Regions from separate parts of the Rattus norvegicus genome. Here region 2 is linked to region 1. The links are chromatin contacts, called in public Hi-C maps. All regions are on one chromosome and are shown on one strand. Each heading gives the region's core, a stretch centred on a gene start, on an enhancer-like site or on the middle of the called end of the contact. The rest is flanking DNA. Distances are from core to core; before and after follow the strand shown. Region 1 holds the start of Hivep2 (HIVEP zinc finger 2). Region 2 has its middle 54 kb from the start of C1h3orf38.

Region 1 (5,480 bases), core at 913-3,412:
CTGGAGGTGGCAGCTCGCCCCCTTTGCCCGCGCGGCCCCCCAGGAAGCCGGCAGCTGCTCCCTGCGTCTCAGCCCTAGCCTATTTGAATACCCGGACGAGGGCGGGCGGCTTCCTGAGCAGGGTGCACCCGGGGCGCCCTGGGGAGTGACCCCGGGGGAAAAGCAACTGGGGCATTTCGAGCGCGTGAAAACTTCGTGCTTCCGCCGGGGCACGGAAAATGCTAGTGAAACACATTTGAGAGTTCCAGGGGCTGCAGCAAAAAATTTTCCCCCTCAATTGATAACAAAATCGTGAGTGCAGTCGGAAGGTGAAGAGGCGAGAGATCCCTGGTACCCGGGCAAAATGTAAGGATCCCACTGATACCTAATTTCCTTCCCTAGGAAGGCAAGGAACCAGTACGTGGGAAGAGGGGTAGAGAGGGAAGGGGATGGGCACGGAGGTTTCCACACCCTAGTAGGAAATTCTCAGACTGCTCAGACGTCCCAGTGTTTCTGCGTGGCAAGCTGATACCCGCTCTCAGGGGAGATCTCGGCTCCGAGGGAAGGAAGGGCGACCGCGACCTTCCCTACCCGCGCACCCGCAGCGGGGCAGCGGGGCCAGTCCGGGTCGCTGGGCGCACCGCACATCCTTCGCCCGCTGGCCGGCTCCAGACTGGTTTTTCTGGTTCAGCCTCCCTCCCAGGGACGCGCTGGGGGATCCGATGACGTCGCTGGCTGAGTCTCTCCCTCTTCCTCCCTCCCTTCCCTCGCCTCTCCCCCGCCCGCCCTCGCCGCGCACTCCTCCTAGTAACTTCTGTTCGGGGAGGCGCTGCCAGGAATAACCCGGTGCGTCCACAGCCCGGAGGGGAGGCGGCCGCTGCGGCTCCCTCACGCCGACAAACTGCGGCCCGGGTCCCGGCGGCTCGAGCCCCAGCTTGGCCGCCCTGGCCCCCGCCCTGGCTCCATCTCCTAACAGTGTCCGAAAATAAATAAATATATAAATAAAGGCAAGAGGAGCCTGGGCTGGCGGTGGGGATCGCCTCCCTCCCTCCTCCCTCCCTCCGCGCCCGCCCTCCCTCTGTCCTTAAGGAAATGCTACCAGACACCCCCCACCAGACACGCTCAGCCTGGGCGAGGAGCGGCCGCGGCAGCAAGAACAAGGGCATCGGGGGGCTTTCCTCCCCTCCTCCTCTCCCTCCTCTTCCTCCTCCTGCGCTGCTGTGACTTTACAGGTGAGCGGCCGCCGCGGCTGCGAGGATCCCCCCCACCGCCCGCCGCGTCGCGCCCTCCTTCGGCCGCTGTCACCCGGACTGCCGGGAGCTGACAGCCGCCCGAGGGGCTCGCGGCCGGGAGGCTGGCGGCCGGCGGGAGGCGGGCTGGAGGTGAGGGGGTGGAGAGCTGGAGAGCGGGGCGCCGCCGTGCGCTGTCTCTCCCCGGTGGAGGAGGGTCTCCTCAAAAAGAGAAAGAAAAAGGAAAAAGAAAAAAAAAAGACATCTTCGGTGACTGTGGCACAAGTATTTGCCAAGTTGAGTCTTGGACATTGAAGCTTGCCGGAGCTCGAGCAACTTGAAAGGTCTCCTGGCTGGGTAGCAGCCTCCCTCCACGCCTCGACTCTTGGGTACTGGGTGCAGCCCTGGGGTGCGTGGAGGGCGCACCGGCCGCCGGCAGAGCAGAGCGGCGGGAATCTAGGTCCCTTCTCGGCTCGGTAAGTGGCCTCGGTGCCGTGTTTTTCCTGCCTGCACCAGAGATCGAGCTTGTTTCACTTTACCCTGAAATCGCCTTCTCCCAACTCCATCGCCCCCTCCGTGGCGCGCGCCCCCGGCCGCTTTCCCGGTGGCCCAGGGGTAAGGGTCGGAGGGGGCGGGGATGGGGGAGACCTAGGCAAGGGGGGTCGGGCGCATTGGGAAATGCGGGGAATACCCTGGCCGAGGTTCTATGCAGATGAGGGGAGGCTGCTTTGCGTAATGTCCTGGGGGGGGAGGGGGCCGCGCGGGAGCGCTGGAGGCAGGAATGTGCCTGGTTACTAATGAGGGACGTGCACCGGCGCGCACCGCCCGGCCACCGCTGCGGCTGCCGCGGCCGGCGGCCCGTTGTCAGGTAGCGGGGGAGGGGGCGCGGCGCGGGGCTGGGGGCGGCGCGGGCGGGCGAGCGGGCGAGCGGGCGAGCGGACCGCAAGGGCCGGGCCGCCGGCCTGCGGCCGAGCGAGCGCGGCGGAGGCGCTGGCGCTGGGCAATTCGGTGACTCCTTTCTCCTCCGGAGCGAGGAAGGAAGGAAGGAGAGAAGGAAGGAAGGAAGCGAAGAAGGAGGGGACTGTCTCCATGGAAGGTTCAGGCGGAGGCGCCCTCGCCTTGCGGGTGCACCGGCCGCAGAGCAGTTCCAGCCGCCGCCGGCTGGCCCCCGGCGCGTGGAGACGGGTGGGGGCGGATTGCATGCTTGTTTGTGCTTCTGGTCGGGGGATCGGGAAGAAACATGTGTGTTTGGGCAGTGCACCGCGAGGAGCTGGGTCTGCGCCTTTATGTCTGTTCCCTGAAGTGGGTGGAACGTTGGCCCGTTCCGGGAATGTTCCATGACGTGGTGCAGCCACAGGAAGGGGGTTAACGAGGGGCTCTCTGCCGCGGCGGCTCTGCTGGCTGCTATCAAAGCAGATGTGCTGCTGCCGCCGCACCTCTCACCTCCCTTCACCCCCAACCCCCTCCTTTCCATTCTGTGCGTCTGGTGCTGGTAGGGCTAAGACAGGAAAACATAGCTTCTATATGTGCGTGCGTGCGTGTGTGTGTGTGTGTGTGTGTGTGTGTGTGTGTGTGTGTGTGTGTGTATGGTGGGGGTGATTTGTCTGTCGTATTTGGTGGGGGTACGACTCCAGATTAGCCTTGCCATCCCAGCTGTTATCACAGATCGGTGCGCTTTATACGCATGTGCCTCCCGCGTCCTGTCCCTCTTACATAACATACCCAGTGCAGCAGAGGACGGGAGAAAATGCGACCCCAACCCTCTAAGCTCAGTTTGTGTGGAGGCTAGAAGGTCGGAGAGGGTCTCTGGATGTTGTGCTGCAGGGATGCAGCTTCTAGCGGGGGGAAGAGACCGAGGGGAAGGAGCGTTTCTTGCAGTGGCTCGCCTCACTCGCCTACTTGAAAGCATCTAAGTGCAAAGGACTGCAGGAACTAGTCCTCTGAATGCGAAAGCTTTTGACTTGCGTCGCCTAGGGAAAGTGGGCGCTCTCACCTCCGGAGGCACAGGGAAGAGAAAGGGTCTGTAACACAGACGCCAGGAGGAGACCCGCAGTAACGTGCTTGGGCTGAGGGCAGAGGGGCTAGCATAGAAGGGACCAGAGGAATCTCTTGATAATAGGTTACACTGGAAACCCCAGAACACCTGTAATGGCTTAGAATTCACACAGGAAGCTGTGTGTGCAACTGACATTGCAAAACCCTTATGCTCTGCACAGTTATTTAGGCCTAAAATGAACACAGAGAGGCTTGCTTCCGGTCCTTTCATTATAATAGGAAAATTGAACTGATTTTTTTTCTTCTTTCCTTTTCTGCCATTTTAAAAATAACTCCAAATTATTAAAAAAATACTATACAGGTACTTTCTTGCACTCTCAAAGCAAGACTTCAGTAATTCACAGGAGGGCTGTTTTTGTATATATCTTGTTTTCGTCGTCGTCGTCGTCGTTGTTGTTGTTGCTGTTTTTGCCAACTCAGCCCTCATCAGGGCTGTTGTTTTTTTTTTTTTCTCTTCAACAGTTTCTTTTGCGTGAATGATCAAACCTAGAAATTACTTGAAGTATTAATAAGATCGATATTAATAAAAATTTCAGTGATCTCTCTCTGCCTAGCAAAAGGCCAGGGAACTTTATTAGACCCATTTCTTCTAGTGATAAGGATCCCATTTGCCCTTGAGCAAACCAAGTTGTTTTACGTATGTTCATGTATCGTTACATACATACGTGCTAGGATGTGTGAATGCCCGCTTGCTTATTTGTCCTATAAGCACGCCAAAATACAGTGTTACGAATTACCCAAGAGGATTGTATAATGAGCATGCCCGGTTTGAATTTTGGGATGGCGGGCCGGCAGTTTATTAAAACTGGAATGCCGTGCATGTGAATAAGGTGGAAGTCATTTTTTTATTGCTAAGAGAAAATTCTGGTGGAGCTCTGAGGAGTCATAGTATCAGATTACAACTGCATTTTTAGTTGGAGCAGGCAGGGAGTTGTCAGTAGCCACAGAATGACAGTGTGCTTCATGTGTCATAATCTCTTCGACCACTAGGCGTGAATTGGGCAGTAGAGTTCTCATTTACAGGAAAACAAATACTATGTATTACAGGGCTGACTCTTGAAAATTATCTGAGATACTTTGTTGCTTTGAGAAGAGGTGGGTCTTAACACAGAATTGCTTATTGGCATCTGTAGTTTGTTTCAGTGATGGCATTTTAGTAGACTCCGTATGAGTAGCAGCTAATATTTATGTATTTAAAGTTGCTTAAAATTAAATAGATGAAAATTGATTGGGGAAAGTTAGGGAGGGTGTTAGTTAATATTAATGATAGCACATACTTAGAACATGTACTATCTATATATTATAAATAAAAGATTATATTTTAATTGGTTAGATGGGGCAGGGGACGTAGAAAAAATACTTCTGTAGTATGTTCGGCAAGAATTTATTTCCGGTAACATATGACATAAGGAGAGGGTCCTGTTTACTGTGTTGAAAGATTACCTAGCAGAATCTTTTGATTGATCAGCTCCTTTTCCCTGGGATGTGTTTACAGATATTCTTGTTACTATGAAACAAAACAGAGGGCAACATATATGCAGGCGTGCCTTGGAGAATAATGGTGCATGTGTGGGCTTGAACTGTTGGCACTGTGACATTATTCAGAAATCAGATTGAGTGCCTTATGCTTATTCCCTAAATGATGAATTTATACTTTGGCAGTGGTGTGTGTGTGTGTGTGTGTGTGTGTGTGTGTGTGTGTGTGTGTGTGTGTGTTTGTATGTGTATGTACATGCTAAGGATTTTATTTCAGCCACAACGACAGATAATAAGTTTGCTATTTCTGTTTCTTTTCAGTTCTTGACTTGGTACCAGTAATTAGCAGAGTTTAGTTTGAAAACTTCAACCTAGGAAAAGATGAGTAGAGAATATTTGGCATGGTGAAAATGTAGTCCAGTATTACATGTGAAGTAATTGAAACCTCTGGCATGGTGACGATTATAATAAGAGGAAAGTGGTAAGAACATTTGGACCCATGGCTGTGGGACGAAAGGTTTGCTCTCCTGTTGGCTGTCACACAGTTTTCACACTTTAGTTCACACCAACCCAGGGAGATCGTTGTATTATGTGTTAGTCCTTTACAGCAGTCCTGTGGGTGGAGAAGTGGCTCTTCTGTGGACGTCTACTTGAACATTTCAGCGGTGGACTTCTCAGTTAGGGAGTTTCCTGTGGATTCGCCCCGAGTCCATGGTTTGACTACACCTTGGTATGTCAGTG
Region 2 (5,480 bases), core at 1,204-3,703, 380 kb after region 1:
CCTTAGGAAGTCAGGGAACGGCAAATGTTTATATGTCACTGTTATGATCTTACTAAATTCCCATTTTAGCATTCTTTGAAGAAGTACTGAAGCAACTAGACAAGTTTTTATTTATTAATTTTGCATAATTTGCATAAGTTTGCATGTCTTTCTTTTTCTAAAAGAGACCTTGCTCATGTTTTAGGAATAGAATTACATATATATATATATATATGAAGTTAAAGAGTTTACGCCTATAATTCAATTACTTTTGCCAATATAGTGATGGACAGGCATGCAAGAGACACATGGAGACATGCAAGTATATGCACATGGAGAGAAGGAAAGAAAGACAGAGAGAGAATATTCTATTCTGGATATACCTACCTACACAAACATACTCAGATATAATGTTTTACTAGATACATGCCAATTCCTTAGTCTTATTAGTACTGATGAGAAATCAACTAGCATAATGTATGCATGCACATAAAATATGCATGCACATCAAGAACACAGGTGGACCCAACATATATATTCCTGCATGCTATGATCCGAAAGACCTAGGAAAAATCTTTATAAGTGTATGGCTTCATAATGTCCAAATCCATTCCATTTGAACACATGTGTTCATCTACCTGTTAGGACCACATCTGTCTCTAGGCAATATGCTGCTAGGCTGAGGACCCCACCTTTTAGGCTTGCTTAGGGGATTATCTGTAGACTCATGTCCAAGATCTGTGTATGAGCTCCATACACTGGTCCTGTCTCTCTCAACATCACTGTCGAGAAGGCTCCACGTAGAACGGCCTAATAATCTCTGCTTTCTTCATTCAAATACTTTTAGAATGCTCAGAATTTCCAGTCTCAAGTTCCAAACTCCTCCCACAAAGCAGTTTCAAAAGACTTTATTGTCCTTTGGACCTTTGGTTCAGTTTAGCATAGCAATGGCCCCGTTTCTTGGTACCAAGTTCCACCTTGGTTTCTTTTCTGGTTGCTATGGCAACTTATTCAGACCAAAGCAACTTAAGGGAGAAATGTTTTATTTGGATCATCATCCTGGGTGATAGCTCATTATAGCATGCAAGTCCCAGCAGCAGAATATGGAGATGGCTGTGACACTATGCTCAAAAATAAGTTTGATGCTGGTGAAAGTGAAGGCACAGGTCTGGGTGTTGAGAAGTCTAAGGGCAAAGTGCCAACCTTGGTGGTACCAATGAGGGCCATCTTTGGGGGTTATTGACCACCATTTTCTTAATATTTTCACAAAGTAATAAATGTGCTGCTGAAGCCTCATTATAGAGATCATGGCCTTATTAGTGAGACTCCTCACCCTTGACCTAATTATTTACCACAGACTAAAGTGATACCATCTTCATGGGTAGAATGTGATCATATGACTTCTTGGAGGACATGCATACTCAGACCACAGCATCAACATGAATATCCTTCATGAAAATTATGGTGCTTCTTCCCCCCAAAAGATTGACCTATATGCCTCTCCTCAAGGAGCATCTTCTTCATTGTATAATGATCCTTCGCATGTGACAACTGTATTGTCAGAGTGCAAACTGCTTAAGAGCTGGGACCATATCACATAAAAATACATTTCAATCCATAGTATCATACAAGGATCTAATAAAACCAATATCATAAGTGACATGAGATTCAGAACAGCGTGTTGATTCCATGTATCACACCATGGCAATTAATAAGATGACGTTCATAAGGTATGGGTTGCTCACTATTTAAAAGCTTTGCTCTCCAAACATGTACTTCCTTAGTTACCTGTAGTGAACCTGAGGTTTCTTAGAGAAACATTCTCATCATGGTGAGCAGCTTCCTATATCAGCTATAAAACTTAAAATAACTGAGACTATCAGAGAATGAAGACTCACGTATCAAGTTTAAAATCTGGATCCAGGAGTGGAGATCTCAGAATGTGTCTGTCTATATGTGATGGGTTCCTAGATGTCTTTTGAAGAAGGACTATTTGATACTCTACCATCTATCTCGGGGCATTATTTTGTCTCACCTGAGATTTATTCTATCTCTAAAAGTGTTGAAGTACAAACCCCCACAAAGCCAATTCTAAACATGGACTCTCTTGGTGTACGAGATGTCCTATATGCACAAGGCAGGTTAATCAAAATGAACCACAGAAAAAGAGATGACTTATGCATGAGAGGCTTGCTTTAAGTGGTCACTGAGATCAGTCCTCTGAGCTGTCCTGACCCCACTGGTTTTTCCTGGCTTTGAAGAGCTCCTAGTGCTTTCAGGGCTCTGTTATTTCATTCTGACTTTCCTGGAAACAGAAGTGCATGAGCCTTTAGCCTGGGTAGCCGTGACCCTGTGTGTCCTGCCTACATCATTTATTTATAAGTTGGCAGGGAAGAAGTCTGGTACTTTCTGTGCTGAGGAAAGCTGACTAACATTCCCTGCTCCGACACAGCACTGGAATGCAGATGCTCTCAACCTTCAAAAGACTCCGGCCATGCCTGCACACAGTCTGGAAGACCCTGGGGCTCGAGGGCTTGAGTTAATGACACAGCATCACATGGCTGCGGTTACAGGCTGTCTTGCCAAGGTTGTACAGCTGGTGGCCTGTGTGTTGGAAGATGCTGCTGCCCCCTGCTGTACCTGGAGTTGCCAGAGGAACAGCTTCGGTGGGGTTTAAAGAGAGCCCAATTTATCTTTTCTCTAAGGCGCTCTTTTTCTTTGGCTCCTGGCGGGTCTCCCTCAGCTCGGGTTGTGGTTATGTCTGTGTTAGATACTAAGCCATCTGTCTTCCCTAGAGGCAGAGCTGATTTATAAGAGAGGCTGTAGACAGAGGTTGGCACTGTCCTCGCTTGGATTTTACTTCAGACTGGAACCTCCTGAATATTCTGTACTGTGTTCACTCTCTTGCGTGGGACAAGCATTCCATGTGTTTTTTGTTTGTTTGTTTGTTTGTTTTTTGTTTTTGTTTTTGCATCTCCAGGGTTTGTTTACTATAGAGTTATAGAATACCACCAAGGCCATTTTTCAGCTCATTTAATCCTCTCGAATGAAGTTTGTTTTCCCCTTCCCATCAGCTCCCTTTCCTGCAGCTGCCAGAAGCTCTTCAGATTCATACTTGCATTAAATATTTAAGCATGCATTTCCAGGGAAGGAATGTATTCTGCGCTCAGAGCAGGGCTGGCAGATGAAGTTCCTCCAGGAGAGAGGAGATGGCTTTATGGAGGGCTTATGAGGGGTTGTCACACGATGCACCAGGAAATAGAGATACAGTGGCCTCTATGTGATTTGAAGCTTCAGACAGACTTTCATTCCTAGAAGATGCTTGGTATGCGGCAGCACTGCAGGGCCATGAAATTCTAGGTCAACACAACAGAATTAAAGCTGATGAATAATGCATGCGGATTTAAAGGAAAACCCGCACCTCCAGAAGAAGATGGTAACGTTTAAATTCTTGCAACCCAGGCACACATCTTTTATTCAGTGAATGGACTCCCACATGAGAACTTTGCAAAAAGGAACAACTTTATCATTTGAGGGGAACGTTTACTGAGCATCAGACATGCACTTAGACTTAGTGATGTGGAAGACGGGGATTGAGATGAGGATGTGAAGGGCCTTGGAGATTCTGCTAGTGCATCAAGGGCCTGGTCCAAGTGTATTAGGGGATCATGAGCTTTGAGCCCTACCCTGTTTCTGTTCACAGCTCCCGGGGTAGATATTGCCATGCTTGCAAAGGAAAAATGCAGCGCAGAAGATATGTTTTCAGAGAAACAGAACAAACAGGACACCAGTGTCATAGATTCATGATATATGTACATTGTAGGTATGCATAATAGAATATATTATATCTGTACATATATGTATATTTGTCAGAAGATACTAGCCCACATGATGATGGAGGCCAAGAAGTCCCATGATCTCTCTCAGGCACAAGCTAGAGACTCAGTACAACTGGTGGTACGGTTGGGAGGTCTGACAACGAAGGATAGAGTTGTAGTCTGAATCTAAAGGCCTGAGAACCAGAAGAAGGCCTATGTTCCCAGTCACTGGGCAGAGTACAGATTCATGCTCTCTTTTCTTCGTGCTTGGTCAGGTCAGCAGCTGGTAGGAGGAAGAGCAGTGAAATGCCCCTCCCCCCTGTTTCTTCCAATTTAATTGCTCTTTTTTCCTAAAAATCTGTCACAGACATACCTAGAATGCTGTTTGGTCCACAAAATGGGCATCTTATGGTTCCTTCCAGTTGGTACATTTTACCAGAAAAGGAGAGGAAGACAGAAAGTTTGCCACTCAATAAGTAAGCGCCTCCAGCCATTCCAGGATATATGTAGCAGCAAGAGAAAGAAAAAAGTCTTGAACGATCACGTACCAGTCACCTGGGCATCCTTCCTGTTCTCAAACTAGTCAGTCCTTTTCCTCATTACTTCCAGGTCTACCCTTCCTTCTGGACTGAGCGTCATGGGGCCATTGGCCCACTGCCAGTGATTACCCTCCAGTTACAATCTTCAGTCCTACCTTGAGGACTATTATACAGTGCACAAATACCTGCTTTAAATCACAGTCCAGATTTTCTCTAAGCTAGCACGTGGCTTACTGCTTCCGAACCTTCATGAAGCTCTGTGTTCATGCTCAGCTCCATCCCAAGAAGTAACTGTACTTGCTTTGGAATTCCTCCTCTTGGCCCTTTGCCTACATGCCTGCCGCCTCTTGTTTGCCATCGTATTGTTACAGTGTCCCCCCACCCCCCCTTTCCCATGTCTATTTCTTCTTATTTTATACTGTTTGGGGACCCACTTCCAAAAAACACAGTATGATCTCTGTGTGCTACAAAATGTCTCTTTGTAAGATGTGGAATGACTTAAATTTGGCTCAACTCTTTCTGGCTACAAGTTGCCATATATTTCTCAAAATTTTCCACCCCAGATGACTAAAGTCTCTACAAAAACTATGAAACCATTTTTACTTAGAGTTCATATCTTTCTTCTACCTTGTGTTGTCTTTTTTTCCAGAAGGTTCTCTGAGGCTTCTTCCTAGAATTTCAAAAGCCTTCAGTCTAGAGTAGTTGTTCTCAACCTTTCCAACATGGTGACTCTTTAATACAGTTCCTCATATTGTAGTGACCCCAACTATAAAAGCATTTTCATTGTTACCACAGACTGTAATTTTTTACCCATTATGAATTGTATGTTAATATCTGTGTTTTCCAATGGTCTTAGGCAACCCCTGTAAAAGGGTCATTCAACTCCTAAAGGGGTCACACCCTACAGGATGAGAACCCCTGCCTAGATTGAAGCAACTCCTCTGTAGTGTCAGTTTCTAGTCCCAAAGCAGACCCCAGCTCTGAGATTCTGGGTCCTGTGTATGGTCACCCCTCTAGAGAGTCTATTGTGTGCCACACCTCTGAGGAACGGATTTCATTGATGATGAATGATATAGCATCTTTTGAAAAGTCCAGTTACTTTTATAGTGATATATGTTAAAGCAAGTTTGCCTTCACACAAAGA

Evidence for each region. A called contact is a pair of places that touch in the nucleus more often than the background predicts.
Region 2: a contact with region 1 is called in a Hi-C map of prefrontal cortex, with 5 times the contacts expected there. The contact joins the enhancer-like site here to the promoter of Hivep2 in region 1. A contact is called at or near these places in 6 of 12 Hi-C or Micro-C datasets (the A7r5 cell line, the Rat2 cell line, Schwann cells and 3 more) and 1 of 1 datasets of contacts at active chromatin or transcription factors (oligodendrocytes).

What each region holds. Positions count from the first base shown.
Region 1 is chr1:10,177,240-10,182,719 of GRCr8, forward strand. Hivep2 (HIVEP zinc finger 2) reads left to right here and starts at 2,163. Exons shown (of 9, transcript NM_024137.1): 1 at 2,163-2,393.
Region 2 is chr1:10,556,213-10,561,692 of GRCr8, forward strand. No RefSeq gene overlaps it. Among named protein-coding and RNA genes, the nearest start is that of C1h3orf38, 54 kb to the left of the region's middle. Within about 2 kb of position 2,454, at least 24 of the 93 cell types and tissues checked have an H3K27ac peak or open chromatin away from gene starts, as enhancers often do. A contact at or near this core is called in prefrontal cortex, where this site is marked.